5 separate regions of the Mus musculus genome follow, and all the other regions are linked to region 5. A link is a contact called in public HiChIP or PLAC-seq and promoter capture Hi-C data. All regions are on one chromosome and are shown on one strand. Each heading gives the region's core, a stretch centred on a gene start, on an enhancer-like site or on the middle of the called end of the contact. The rest is flanking DNA. Distances are from core to core; before and after follow the strand shown.

The links. Promoter capture Hi-C pulls out the DNA fragments that hold promoters and counts their contacts. HiChIP or PLAC-seq counts read pairs in DNA pulled down with a chosen protein or histone mark. Capture Hi-C pulls out chosen DNA fragments and counts their contacts.
Region 1: an H3K4me3 HiChIP or PLAC-seq map of pro-B cells shows a contact between it and region 5, with 4 times the contacts expected there. The contact joins the promoter of Suz12 here to the promoter of Ift20 in region 5. A contact is called at or near these places in 4 of 39 promoter capture datasets (hippocampal neurons, liver and pre-B cells) and 3 of 115 datasets of contacts at active chromatin or transcription factors (astrocytes, pro-B cells and thymic regulatory T cells).
Region 2: an H3K4me3 HiChIP or PLAC-seq map of embryonic forebrain shows a contact between it and region 5, with 6 times the contacts expected there. The contact joins the promoter of Rab11fip4 here to the promoter of Ift20 in region 5. A contact is called at or near these places in 3 of 39 promoter capture datasets (the HPC-7 cell line, embryonic stem cells and hippocampal neurons) and 2 of 115 datasets of contacts at active chromatin or transcription factors (embryonic forebrain and large pre-B cells).
Region 3: a promoter capture Hi-C map of pre-B cells shows a contact between it and region 5, with 9 times the contacts expected there. The contact joins the promoter of Rab11fip4os1 here to the promoter of Ift20 in region 5. A contact is called at or near these places in 1 of 39 promoter capture datasets (pre-B cells) and 1 of 115 datasets of contacts at active chromatin or transcription factors (embryonic forebrain).
Region 4: a contact with region 5 is called in a promoter capture Hi-C map of adipose tissue, with 3 times the contacts expected there. The contact joins the promoter of Utp6 here to the promoter of Ift20 in region 5. A contact is called at or near these places in 2 of 39 promoter capture datasets (hippocampal neurons and pre-B cells), 1 of 484 Hi-C or Micro-C datasets (B cells), 5 of 115 datasets of contacts at active chromatin or transcription factors (embryonic stem cells, large pre-B cells, pro-B cells and 2 more) and 2 of 9 other capture datasets (adipose tissue and liver).

Annotation. Positions count from the first base shown.
Region 1 is chr11:79,991,679-79,994,378 of GRCm38.p6, reverse strand. Suz12 (SUZ12 polycomb repressive complex 2 subunit) reads right to left here and starts at 1,273. Exons shown (of 16, transcript NM_199196.2): 1 at 780-1,273. The coding sequence starts at 1,059.
Region 2 is chr11:79,589,866-79,592,574 of GRCm38.p6, reverse strand. It overlaps Rab11fip4 (RAB11 family interacting protein 4 (class II)), which reads right to left and starts at 1,363. Exons shown (of 15, transcript NM_175543.3): 1 at 1,141-1,363. The coding sequence starts at 1,299.
Region 3 is chr11:79,621,910-79,624,609 of GRCm38.p6, reverse strand. Rab11fip4os1 (RAB11 family interacting protein 4 (class II), opposite strand 1) reads left to right here and starts at 1,447. Exons shown (of 3, transcript NR_003283.1): 1 at 1,447-1,710. All of the region lies in intron 3 of Rab11fip4 (RAB11 family interacting protein 4 (class II)), which reads right to left.
Region 4 is chr11:79,961,109-79,963,808 of GRCm38.p6, reverse strand. It overlaps Utp6 (UTP6 small subunit processome component), which reads left to right and starts at 1,422. Exons shown (of 19, transcript NM_144826.3): 1 at 1,422-1,591. The coding sequence starts at 1,500.
Region 5 is chr11:78,535,084-78,537,783 of GRCm38.p6, reverse strand. It overlaps Ift20 (intraflagellar transport 20), which reads right to left and starts at 1,423. Exons shown (of 6, transcript NM_018854.5): 1 at 1,208-1,423. Tnfaip1 (tumor necrosis factor, alpha-induced protein 1 (endothelial)) reads left to right here and starts at 1,524. Exons shown (of 7, transcript NM_001159392.1): 1 at 1,524-1,698.

The DNA of each region.
Region 1 (2,700 bases), core at 24-2,523, 1.5 Mb before region 5:
CTTCATTCAAGTTGCCGTAAAATACCCAGCTAGAAGATTGCTAAATTCCACTATCTACACAAAAGAGGTGCAAAACCATCAGGATATAATGCCCACTTAGTAACAATTTTATTTATAGTCATAATGTTTATAAATTCTATTGTTTGTTTCCAGGCACTGTGTGATCCCCTTTCCAAAAAAGTCAGTTTCGCCCTCCACGCATCTTTTAAAACGAAAAACCGGGATTTAAAAAAAAAATGTTCTGGAATTAAGAAACAACTCCAAGGTTGTCCACGGAGAGGACGCTTGCCCCATTCTGTCTCTCTCAGTCTACGCACCCATAAAATGGGCGGAAAGGTTTGAAAAGCTTAAAAGGTTTCAAATGCTGCGTGTTCACTCACACGCAGCCAGAGTGGGTACGAACGCATTTCAGACCCATGACAATTTCCTCGGCTTTACAACACTCATCTCCGGACAGGCTGTGTCTCGTCCCCCCGAAACCTACAACTATAATCCCTGTACTTGTGGAGTAAGGAAGACACAAACGAAAACACCAACTCGTCTCGGGATCTATATGCGCTCAGTTCAACCGTCACGTCCCCACCTCCAAGGCTGCTCTGAACCTGGGGGCCCCGGGGCGACCCTTCCGGGAGTCAGGGACCTGCTCGGGACCCCGGCGTTCCCCAGCGAGTCCTCCCTCCACTCCCAAAGCAAGTGGACTCTCCGAGAACCCGGCGGAGTGCCCCGTGCCCCGAACGCCGGAGAGGGGCACCCCTGCCCTCGAAGCCGCTCACACTCACTCTCAAAGGCCTGGAGGAAAAGCTCGTGGTCAGCCTGGACGTGCTCCATTTTCGGCTTCTTCACCGGCAACACCGCGGCCCCCGCCGCCGCCGCCGCGGCCGCCGCCGAGGAGGAGGAGGCCGAGTAACTGCCGCCGCCTCCACAGCCCCCGCCGCCGGATTTGCCGCCCGAAGCCGCCGCCGCCACCGCCGCCGCCGAACCCCCGAAGCCGCCTCCCCCGGACCCCGCGCTGGGCCCCGAGCCGCCCCCTCCCCCACCGCCGTGCTTCTGAGGCGCCATCGCGGTTCCTGCCTCCTCCCCCCGCCAGCTACCCGCCGGGCGGCCCCGGAGAGTGAGCGCGCCTGCTACACCAACCGCTCGCCCCAGCAGGCTCCAGCGGACCGAGGGGGGAAGGAGGAGAGAGGGGAGGAGAGGGGAAGGGAAGGGAGGAGGAGAGGAGGGAAGGAGGGAGGAAAAAAAAAAAGTGTCTCCTCCGAGCCCCGCTCCGCTTCGGAGGCCGCTCACCCTACCCTGGCCTCGCTCCGCCCACTTTCCCCGCCCGGCGCTCTGATTGGCCGGCGGGAGCGCGCGCCGCCGGGCCGCCCAGCCCGTTGGTCCGCAGAGTCCCCCGTCAGTCACGCGGAGGCGCTTCTCGCGGAGGCGCGGCTTGGTTGGCCCGTGCGCGCTGCCGACCGCGGGCCCGGACGCCTCTTTGAACTGAATTCGCGGGAAAATGAGGGGTCGGAGCGGCCTTCCTGCTCGTCCCGGTGCATTGTGGGCAGAGGGGGACTCGCGAGCGGCTTTGGGAGCCGTTTCTCGCCTTGAGAGCTTCGTCAGTCGCCGCCCCCAGGGGGGCAGAGGTCCCCTGGAGAGAGAGGCGGGTGACTGAGAAACTGAAGGCGAAGGGGCCTTTGAAAGGAGCGGAGGTCCACCGCGGATCCCGAGACTGTGTGGTCTCAGGAAGTGACCTGCCCCGGGGGTGCTGTGTGCTCAGTCTCATCTCCACTGAGGCAGGAGGAGATCGGATCCCCTGGCCGCCACGTGCCCCAAGCCACCCATGGCCGAAATCCCCTAGCGCAGCCACTGGGTTGTCGGACGTGAAGGGCTCGCCTACGAAAGGGAGCGACCTATTTTGTGGCGGCCGTTTCTCAGAAATTAAGGAGACTTGGTTTTGTTTTGTTAAGTGATGTGAGGTTTTGGGATTCTGTGGAATTGGGTTGTGGCTTCTCAACACGATGCGAGCAAAGTAGATACTTCATTTTCTCTGAGACAAATAGGTGATTCGAAGTAAAGACATTTCTTGAAGTTTTATTTATTGTACTGCCAAAAGCTTGTGAGGAACGCTGTGTTTTGAGTGTCTTGTTTAAAAAGATAGATAAACTGGGCGGTGGCGCACGCCTTTAATCCCAGCACTCCAGAGGCAGAGGCAGGCGGATTTCTGAGTTCAAGGCCAGCCTGGTCTACAAAGTGAGTTCCAGGACAGCCAGGGCTACACAGAGAAACCCTGTCTCGAAAAACCAAAAAAAAAAAAAAAAAAAAAAGATAAACAGACCCGACCTAAGTCTGTTGGTACAAATTGGCTTACTCTGAATAACTTGGATTTCAAGTTAGACAAAATAACCAGCTTATATTGCTTATATTTTAACTTTCTAAAAATGTTTTTATGCTCGGTGGTGGTGGCACACACCTTTAATCCCAGCACTTGGGAGGCAGAGGCAGGCAGATTTCTGATGCGAGCCTGGTCTACAAAGTGAGTTCCAGGACAGCAAGGGCTATACAGAGGAACCCTGTGCCTAAGTCTACACCAAGGTCGTATGCTGCGGTCCTTACAGCCAAAAGAGGATGTTGCCTCTCCTGGAAATGGAGTCACAGGTGGTTGTGAGGCCTAGGGTGGGTGCTAAGAATCAAATAGAGATCTCTGAGAGAGCAGCCAGTGCTCTC
Region 2 (2,709 bases), core at 114-2,613, 1.1 Mb before region 5:
CCATCCCCATGCCTGAGGTTTTCTGATTCTGGATCCCAGGTTTCCGCCCAAAGCAAGGAGAATTCTCCACACCAGCAGCCTGTAGCCTCCTGGGCTGCTCAGCCTGCTCAGGTAGAAGGTATTGGCCAAGAAGTGGGACGCTGGCATCCTCTGTAGAAGAAAGGCTGAGGTAGCAGCAGGAGATGCTCCCGAGCAAACCAGAGAGGAGATAAAGGACTTTAAGGAGAACTGCAGTAGTAAGCTGTCTGAGACTGGGGACCAGAGTCCTCACACCTGACACCTGCCTCCCTCCTCCACCTCCTGCTCTCGGGGATTTCCAGGTTCTGGCGAGTGCCCAGCCACCTAGAAAGGGGTTGTCATCACCTCCCACTTGCCATCCAGTACAGCAGTTGAAACCAAGGCCCAGAGGGTCTCAGATGACCTTAGAAACCCAAAGTTCAACCAGGTCTTTTGAATCCAGAGACGCTCAACACTGCAGGGTTTCATTAACACGGTGTCCTGCCCTTCTCTCAGACACGGATACTAGCCCCTGTGAGGATGGCAGGAGGACACTAGCCCAACGCATAGGTATTCGTTACACACTGGCAGTTCAGACCCTGCCATTTCACATTGGCTGACAGTACCCACAATTCTGCTCTCTGCCACCCATGCGGCCCAACACCAACACCAGAGGCTCAGCTAACCACTCCCGGCTTGGTCCTGCTTGGCCCTCTGCAGCCAGCACAGTCTGCTGCCAGCTAGGCCTGCCCATTTAGCTTGAGTGGAAGGTCACCAGGAACTGGACCAGAATCCAGGGTGGCCCGGAGCAGACATCCCTTCTTTTCTAGGTTGGGTAGGTACAGCTAAGGACCAGAGACTGCAGAACATCCCTGCTTATCCCTGTCACCCGTAGGCCTGGCACGGTGCACACATAGCCCTGTGACTTGGTTGTGTGTGGGAGGGGGTGCTCAGAGACTGGATTTTAAGGGCACCTCTTCCCCTCCCCAAACATCAAGGGGGATTGGAGACAGACCAGGGGGAACGGCAGGTGGGCCGGCCGGCCACCGCGGGCATGCCATGTGATCCACAGAGAGGCCCGGAATGTGACTGCGCGGGGTCCCTGCGGTTTCCCCGGCCCGGGGACGCGCCCGAGCTCCTTACCTCCTCTCCTTGCCCGAAGCGCAGGCCGAGCGCCGCGACGCGCTCCACGCGTAGAAAGCCGTCGGGGTCGCGGCCGCACACCTCGAACACTTCGCGCAGGCGGCGCACGGAGCGCAGCAGAGCCGCGGGGGCGCCCGCCCAGCCCGCGCCACCCGCCATCCGCGCCGCCGGCAGCTAGCCCAAGCCCCGCGCTGCCGCCTTCGCCATCGCGCTCGCACCGCCCGGGTCTGCGGCGCGCAGCCTCCGCCCGCGGCGGCCGCTCGTGTCAGCCGCTCGTGTCTGCCGCGCGCCGCGGGCCCGCGTGGGGGCGGGGCGGGGCGGGGCTGCAGACAAAAGGACCCGAGCCTCCCCAGGCTCCGCCCCTCCTAGACCTGAGCTGGAGTTGGGGGGTGGGGGGTGGTTGGAACTCAGCGCGGCCCGTGCACCCCGCGGCTAGCCAGTGTGCACCGGCCGCGTCCTTTGTCAGCGCTGGGTGTTGCAGGTGTTCCTTGCCTAGTATTCGATTGCTGCTTTCGCTTCCCTGGAAGCGGAGACCCCTGAGAAGCCGTTCCGCTTGTTGAAGGAAAGGGATGGGCGCAGTGTGGAGGAGCAGGGAACCTTAGAATGGTGGCGGGTGGAGGGGACTAGAAGTGGTGGTGGGAGGAAGTGTCTTCCATTAGGCTTAGTGTCAACAGGGCCCAGAAACACCGGTGGCTTGGGAACCCGTAGCTCCTGTCCTCTCTTATTTTGCTGGCAGCCTCTCAGAGCTCGGGACTCCATCCTGGGTGTGGACGACCCAACCAATTTTGCCTTCTCCTAGTGAAGTTCAACTGAGCAGAGGTCAAGCCTAGTCTCCCGTCTACCCATCAACCTTGTTCAGCACAACAGACCACTTAGGAGTGGTTGCGCCCAACTCAAGCACAGACCTTGCCTGAGCCCCCAGATATGCGCAGGCTTCTTCCTCAGTCTGTCTCACCTCAGTTCTGAGCCCTTCTTCCAAATCCCCATGCATTTCTAAAACTTTGCTAGGGTGTGCATGGTGGGAAACTCTAAGGGTTATGCTATGTCTTAGTGTCCTCATGTTTTTGATCTCTGGTCAAGTGTGAGCCCAGAGCAATTCAGTGGTGTGAACAGGGAGTGCAGGGGACTTGTACCCAGTTTGGCACAAGGACCACACAGGGCCTCCCTCTCTGAGCCTCCAATTCCATTCTGGTCTTCAGGATGAGTCTTAAATATGGATGTCCTGAGTGGCGACTGCTTAGTCTCCCCTGGAGTCAGGACTCCAAGGGTGAGCCAGGCTGTCCCCCCATTTGATGCTTTACTCTTCCAGAGGTCCAATCTCCCTGGGAAGAAAGCCTTGTGGCTTTAAGGATCAGAGTCTACCGTGTTCATGGAGTCAACCACTAGAGAGGGGAGGTGTACCGTCCTGAAAAGTGATTTTTGTTTTTGTTTTTGTTTTTCTTTTCTTGGTAGGTGGATGCCTCTCTGTGAGGTACTAACACATGAATGAATGAATGAATGAATGAATGAATGATAAATGGAAAGCAGGTTGCAGCTGGGGCCTGCCCCCTGGTGGGAGCTGCAAAAATG
Region 3 (2,700 bases), core at 198-2,697, 1.1 Mb before region 5:
TATAAAGAATTCCCTCTTGAGGGTCAGGTCCTCCGAGCCTACTTCCCCTCTTTGCTAAATGCACCATCTTTTCTGGCTGTGGTTGAGACAGTACGGATGCCACGGAAGCTGCTGGAGCCCATGGAACATGTCCCTGCTCCTGGGTACCCCTGGGGTTCTTGGCCTCAGTGCATCTCTGTTCTCCAACTTCTCACTGCAAGCTTCGTTTTGACATGTCTTTGAAACATTGGACCTCAAGGGTGAAGGGGATGCAGAGACTCGGATGATTGTGGATCCCTGATTTGTCCTTGCATTAAATCAGACCTAGCCTGGCTGGGCAAGTCCTGCTTTTTGGCCAAGAAAACTGAGGTTCTGAGATGTTGAGGGGAACTTGCTGAAGTTGTATGGGTAGTCAGTGGCCTTAGTGAGGTGCGGATCCCATTTTTAAATGACGGTACCGCCTACTCATTCTGCACCCTCCACAAAGGCTGGGCCCAAAAAGAGTCCAGGGCCACTTAGTGTCAGCCCCACATTGGGGGTTCTCTGTCCCAGGTCTGGTTCCATTGGTCCTGAATGCATTCATGGACCGGACACAGTAAAACAGTTCTGGAGCCCTCAGCGCTGGCCTTACACACACTTGGAGCCTGGTTATCCAGGTCTACCCCTAACGGTTCTCAAGCTGAGCACAGTCTGGAACCAGACTTGTACCCTGGCCCCACAGCGGCTGGACGTTTAGTCTCTGTCATCTTCAAATTGTTAGACAAAATTTACAGGTTCCCTTTGTGAGGAGCAGGCATCTGCACTAAGCAGACTGGACAGAAAGAGCCTTGCTCATGACAGTGTCTCGTGCCACTAAGACGGAAACTAAACTGCTATGTGGAAATCAGGAGGGTCTTAGCTGGTACGGTAAGGGAGTCTCCTGCTACCTTAACCCTTTCAAAATAGCAGTTTGATGCTGGCCAATCAGCTTTTTGTTCCTGTTATTCAGTTTCTTTATTCCTGTGATAGCAACACTATGTTTTAAGTTTAAATTACTGTGCTTAAGAGAAATATAAAGCAGAAATGCTTCACCAGGGGGTAGTGCATGCCTTTAATCAGGAGGCAGAGGCAGGGGGATCTCTCTCAGTTTGAGGGCGTTCTGGTCTACAGAGGGAGTTCCAGAACAGTCAGGGCTACACAGAGAAACCCTGTCTCTAAAAAACAAAACAAAACAAAACAAAACAAAACAAAACAAAAGCCTGTAACCTGTAAGGTCCACTTGCTCAAGGACAGATAACTTCCTGAAATGCTGTAGTTTATGTACGATAACAAACCACACATTTTCACTTCTGTAAACAAGCTTGGTTGCCCCAACTGCACAGGATATGCACTTGATCATGGGTAGGCGGAGGAGGTACATAGGCAGGAAGTACGTCAGGATATATGCCTGCCCCTGGTTGGACAAAGGCAGGAAGTTTGTAGCCTCGTGAGTTTTGCCTTTATAAACTCCTGACTAATGGAATTCGGGGGCCATTCTCTGAGCTTGAGTCTCAGGAATGGTCTTGGCCAGTATATTTTTTTAATTAATTTATTTATAATATATACAGCATTCTGCCTACATGTATGCCTGCAAGCCAGAAGACTTCAATATAGATAGTTATGAGCCACCATGTGGTTGCTGGGAATTGAAATCAGGACGTCTGGAGAAATAGCCAATGCTCTTAACCTCTGAGTCATCTCTCCAGCTCCCCGGTCAGTATTTAATAAACCCTGTTGTATTAGAATTAAGTCATCGTCAGATGGTGAATCTCTGAATGACCAGATCCGTTACTGTTCCCACCTTACAAAACCCACTGTCCTGTTCCTGCCCTAGATCTTGTGTTAGTCCTGTTGTCAATGAAGGACTCGAGGAAGAGAGGGAGGGAGGGAGGGAGGGAGGGAGGGAGGGAGGACGAACTTATCTTGGCTCATGGTTTCAGAGTCTCACTGGGATCCATTGCTTGGAGACTGAGGTAAGACAGAGTAACACGGCAGTAGGAATGTGTGGTAGAAGCGTCATACCTCATGGTGGGGAAGGGCAGGGTGGTGGTGGTGGTGGTGGTGAACCTGATCTACCGACTTTTCCCTTTCTTGTCCTTTCATTCCGTCTGACAGGATGGCGGGGCCTGTATATTCAGGGCACATCTCCTTTTAGTTAACCCTCTCTGAAAACACCCTCCCCAACCCACCCTGAATGGCCTTTCCTAATCTTCTAAGTCAGTGTTTCTTACCTGTGGGTTCTGACCCTTTTGGGGACACATATCAGATCCTGTATATCAGGCATTTACATGACAATTCATAACAGTAACACAATTACAGCTATAAAGTAGCAATAAAATGACCTCATGGATGTGAGTGTCACCACAACATGAGGAAAGGGTCCTAGTACTAGGAAGGTTGAGAACCATTGTTGCAAGTATGTCTCAATCTGATCAGGCTCAATTATGAGAACCTAGGTAAATAATCTAACACCAGGATATACTCAGCCCGCATAACTGCAATCTTCAACTGAATTGATACACTTCTGTCTCTTGATAGTGCCTTAGCTTTCTCCGACACGGTCTGTTTGGCCACCCTCAGCATTACCAGACACCTCATATAGCTTCCTCCCTGCCGAAGCCCAGTTGGACACCACCACGCAGAATACTATGGCTCTAGCCTTCTTCCATTTCTCAGGGAGGTGGCCTCAGGATGAGGGACTAC
Region 4 (2,700 bases), core at 173-2,672, 1.4 Mb before region 5:
AGTTAGCTCATTACTCTCTGTCAAATTTGTCTGGAAAGGAAGGATTACAATCTGTCAGGCTTGTTGACTTCCTTGAACTTAAAGAAACGTTATAAATGCCTTACACTTGCGCATTTATTTGTTGATTTTTTTTTTTATTATTACAAGCTTCCTGCCCACACTGGACTTGCTGTTCACAGTCATCCCCATTCTGACTAATAACAACAAGTCCTGCGTTACTATTACAAGGAAACTGCATCTTTAATTTACATACATGATTTCCTTCCATGTCTCAGATCTTAGATCTGAAAGGGCTGGGAAGTGATGAAGCTCACATTGACCTTTGTGTCAGTTCTGAGGCCAGTGGGACAAGATGTGAAACAGAAAGGGAAGGAAAGCAAGGAGCTGGGTGGCTCTGGGTGACTATGAAGTCTAGTTCCCTCTCATAAATCACGTAGAAGACCGGGGTAACGACGTGAGTGTTCTAATAACAGGTCTAGCAAGAAGCCCTGCTTTGGCTTTTTATCATCTTCCAGAACTTAACAGAGAAGGGAACCACAGATTTTTTTTTTAAGGTGGTAGTAATTATACAGCAATGTTGCTTCCAAGGTGGATCTCTTAGAAACACTAATTTGCTTGGACAATGTTGTAAGGAAGATCTGTGTAAATATTGATCTATTTCACCAACTTTCAAACTTTTCATTGTTTTCTAAAACAAATGACAGTTTCTGCTATTTATCCAGTGCCTAAAATTTTGAAGTATTTTGTCTACATAGGTCAAGATATTTATTTTTAATTTAAAAACCGTGTGTGTATTCACGTGGGCGGGCACACGCGCCATAGAACGCGTGTTGAGATCAGAGGATAATTTGCAGGAGTCAGTGCTCTCCTTCTACCGAATTTAGGTTGCCAGGCTAGGTAGCACGATGGCCCTAATTATTTAAATAATACATTTTTTCTCACCATTTTAAAAAGAACCAACCATTCAGAGGCTTTCATTGGGACGTGAAAATGCACGGTTACCATACTGGTTTCGTGAAGCCAGCCGACTAAGACCAGGGCAGCTGGTCCGCAGCCTTAGAGCCTCATCGAATTTGCATAATTAACAATATCGTCTTCAGTTACATTTTTTAGTTTTCAGTGTTCTCGGTGACGAGAAGCGAGAACCTGCGACAGGAGCATGATAAAAACAAATGACTTCCAGGTAGCGTACTTAAAGCTCCTATCAGGTATTCCGGGAGGAGCTTTTTCCGGTCTCCGAGGCGCGAGGATTTAGCCCCGCCCCCAGCCCCGCCCCCGCAAAAGATGCATTCCCAGACCGGAAAAGGTTCTTGCTGCAATCCTATAGTCAACCACAGGGAGGCGACAGCGGCTTCGCTAGAAAAGAGGGGCTCCCCAATGGCGGAAGCGGAAAAGGCGGGACTTACGAAGCACGTTCAGTCAATCACTAAGAGTGAGGCTGAAAGGTGGCTGTTCTCTACGCTTATCGGCCGCCCGGCTGCTTGTGAAGTTCCAGCCTCATGGCGGAGATAATTCAGGAACGTATAGAAGATCGAATCCCGGAGTTGGAACAGCTGGAGCGCATCGGACTCTTCAGTCACGCGGAGATTAAGTGAGAGAGGATCAGGGAAGAGGAAGGAGCGGGGAGGCCGGAGGGGAGCTTGAGGCCAGTGTGTGGCGGGGACCGGCGTGCTGACTTTTCTGAGTTTGTTTGTAGCTACCATGCTAGCAGAGGGAAAAGTCCGTGGCTGGAATTTGACCACGGTCAGAATTCAACTTTAACGTATTGCAATGCGATCCATAATCAGTCCGTTTACCCTTCCTACTGACCGTCATCCAATGGTCAGGGTCTTGCGGCCGTAAAGGTGATCCAGCCAGGATCCTAGCCCGTCAAGGATACTGGGCAGTGTGAATGGCGGGAGAATTCCGATTAGAAAATGGTTATAGTTTAAAAGTTTGGGGTATACAGCTTTAGATAGTCGAGTACAGCGCCACGGAAGCCCAGGGGGAGTGGGTAGGTCTCCCTAACTAAACTTATAGACTGAAGACCATTCAATTCATTTCCTATGCTTCTTTAGCGCTCTGCCACAGGGCACGGAATATAGTTGGCATTTGGTAATTTGGTAAAATCAGTTACTTTTAGTGATTTTCTGTAACAGTTTACTTTTCTATGACTCTAGATAAAAGTGCAGTAGTAGTGTGAGTGTAGGATCCGCAAAGAAAAACGTTAGGAAACACCGCGAGGACGCTTAGAAAGTGCTAAATGTTGCCCGGAGTCAGGGCACCGGCCTTCAATCCCAGGACTTGGGAGGCAGAGGTGGGCGGATCCCTGTGAGTGCTACCTGTCTGGAAAAACAAGGGGGGCGCGGTGCTAAATGTGTTACCATTCTTAAATATTGTCTTGAGTATTCTGTTTTTCTTAGAACACATGTATGCTCACTCCTTTGTCGTAATATTTAGTTAGAGACAATTTAGGTTTTAAGAATTTACATGCTGAAAATAGACCCAAGATTTTAGGATAGAGATTTGGTTAACAAAAACCTAAGCATTGAAGCTAAGAGCATTGCAGAGTGCTTGCTTAGCATGCCAACGCCTTGAGTTTGATTCTAGAGAATGTATACATACACACACACACACACACACACACACCCCAAGACAAGCCCCTAAGTAGCCTAAATTTGGAGGAGAAATCTTTGTTAGTATGTATAAATAATAAAAAGC
Region 5 (2,700 bases), core at 174-2,673:
AAAGCCTTCAGAAAAAACAATCTGGGACCTAAACACGTCCAGAAAATCTTCTAAGAGAAGGGAGAGGGACATTGTGGGCATAGGGAAAAGCATATGGGGGCGTCCTAAGGCTGGAAGATTTTGACACAAAGGGTCCTGGGATCAAAACAGCAAGAGGGAGCAAGGCTGGCAACCGGCTATAGCTGGATGAGTAAATGAACTTGGGTTTTGTTTTGTTTGTCGAGACAGGGTTTCTCTGTGTAGCCCTGGCTGTCCTGGAACTCACTTTTGTAGACCAGGCTGGCCTCGAACTCAGAAATCCACCTGCCTCTGCCTCCCAAGTGCTGGGATTAAAGGCATGCGCCACCACACCCAGCTGAACTTGGATTATTTTTTATAATGATAACCGCTAGCAGTGGATTTCGGCAGTGCTTATTGATCAGAGTTGGAAAGATCACTCACTGCCTTGGCCAAACAGAGGGAACAGGGAAGAGCAGAATAGAGGCGTCCTTTCCAAATTTCTCACTGTGAGCCAAGCATCTCTAAGCAGGCTGCCTGCAGGTAAGTGGCACTCTGATAATGTTTGCAGAATGAATGAATTCATGTGGAAACAGAAGGCTGTAACAGAAGAAAAGATTTGAAGCCGAACGGGAGTTCAGAGATCAGATGATGTCTGAATTGACAGAATTTAGTAATGCTTAATGCAGCACTTTGGAGAAAAGTGAAGAAAGGAGCCAAACACGATTGCCATGGATCTGGATTGGACCGAGAGTATGGCTGGAAAGGACAGTTTAAAGAGATGGGTAAGATAGATATGGTACATAGCGGGCTATCAGATCCCCAGCCCACCCCTAACTCCCACCACAAATATGCTCCAGGAACGTGGGATTGAGTTTCCTAAGCATGAAGGCTGTGCCTGGCTCTACGCTCCCTGGCTCTCCCAGGTCCGCAGGCACAACAAATAGTTGTAGCTGTGGAGTTTGGAGAAGGCGTAGACACAGGAAGAACTGGGCAAATGGCGCGGCTGTCTTTACTAAATTATACTCCTGCAATGTCCGAACCTCGGTTCACCGGTGACATCGAGGGAGCCAGGCTGAGCTGAGTGTAAACCCGATCCCTAAAAACTCCGAGGTAGGGAAACCGCCGCTTTCCACCCGGTCCAGCCAATCCTCGGCGCTGGGTCACGTCGGCCTCCTCCCGTCCCAAGTCCTCCACGTCCCCGACCTACCTGACGAGCCGCCTCGGCAGCGCTCTGCGGCCCTGACGACTGTCGGTAGAAGCTTCTCTCCGGCAACTGCAACCGGCTGCTGCCACGGAGACAAGATCTAGGAGCCACACGTCACCCCCGAGTCCAGAAGCACCAGCATCCGCCCACCCTGCGGTGCTTGCTGGGAAATAGATGCAACACGCGATAACTGCCCACTAGGCCCAGAAGCCTTTGCTCAGGGGGCGGGGACTACGACACGGGAAGTAGATTTGTTCCCGAACCCGGAAGTAGAAGGAAGTCAAACGTCAAGTTTTCGACCCACTGCTAGCTCGCGCGCTGTGCATGCCGGGTCTTGTAGTCTCTTTCCCGATCTGTAGGGTTGGGCTGTAACTCCGGAGTCGGCGGGCGCAGGATGTGAGCTCACAGCCGAGATTGCAGGCAGCCGCAGGCCAGAGGTGGCACCGAGTCCGCTTGCTACTTGACTGAGACTCGGAGAGGCGTCCCCGCGGACGGTGAGAGCCAGAGGTGCGGGTGCAGAGGGGAAGGACAGGCTCTGCTGAGTCCTGGGCAAAAGGCACGGGATGGCGCGCGGGGATGAAGTTCAGGTCTTTTCTGGGGATGGGAGGCACCACGGATCTCAGTTTTTCAGAAGAGGAGGGGTGTGGCGGGAGAGCAGCCTACACTGCAACGAGAGACATGGGATGTTTCTCCATTTCCACTGGAGAGCCTTTGGGTGAAACATAAGAGCCGCTTCCACGATTTCTGACCTTTCTTGCCAAAATCAGCCTTCCCACCTCGCCGTACCTCGTGTCCTTCCTTTAGAACCCCAAGTCTTTGAACTACCGTGATCGTTTGCGCTTTGTTCTGCTTGGCTTCGCATTAGGTTCCCATAGAGACACGTGTATGTTCCCCAGCCCCAGGATTACCCCTCTATCCACAGGCGAAGTCCTGAGGAAAGAGCCCTGAAACTATCAGTGGAAACTTCATCCTCTCAGAAATTTCTTTCTAGGGCGTCACCTGCCATTGGACTCTTGGACCTAATTGGTCTGGGTGGAATCTGGTCTGACGTCATCTAGGACTCAAAGTAGCTCTTAGGAGGAAAAGAATAGATTAGCTCCGGATTTGACTTCCTCAGTTGGCAAGCCTAGTCACTTGGGTTTCTTTGATTTGGCAGAACGTGTTTATGTGCTTCCTTGATTCTGGGGAAATGGGACTGCACACAAAGTATGTGAGGAACTTGCTAAAACTTGTTGAGGAGTTGATTTTTTTCCCGCTTTGAGGTAAGGCGGTCAGTCGCTCACCAGTCTAGCATTGTAGTGTTACTGTCAGACTCCCGGAGCTCGTTTCCTCCATGTTCCATCACTGAAAGCAATTAAGCCATCAAAAGGATATGCTACTTAATATAGCACCAATATAGACCTTCCTGAAAGCCCCCCACTCCCGACCATTCCAAGGACATACTGAAATCTCTTCAGGGTCAGTTTTAGTTTAGCAAGCTGATGTATATACTTAAT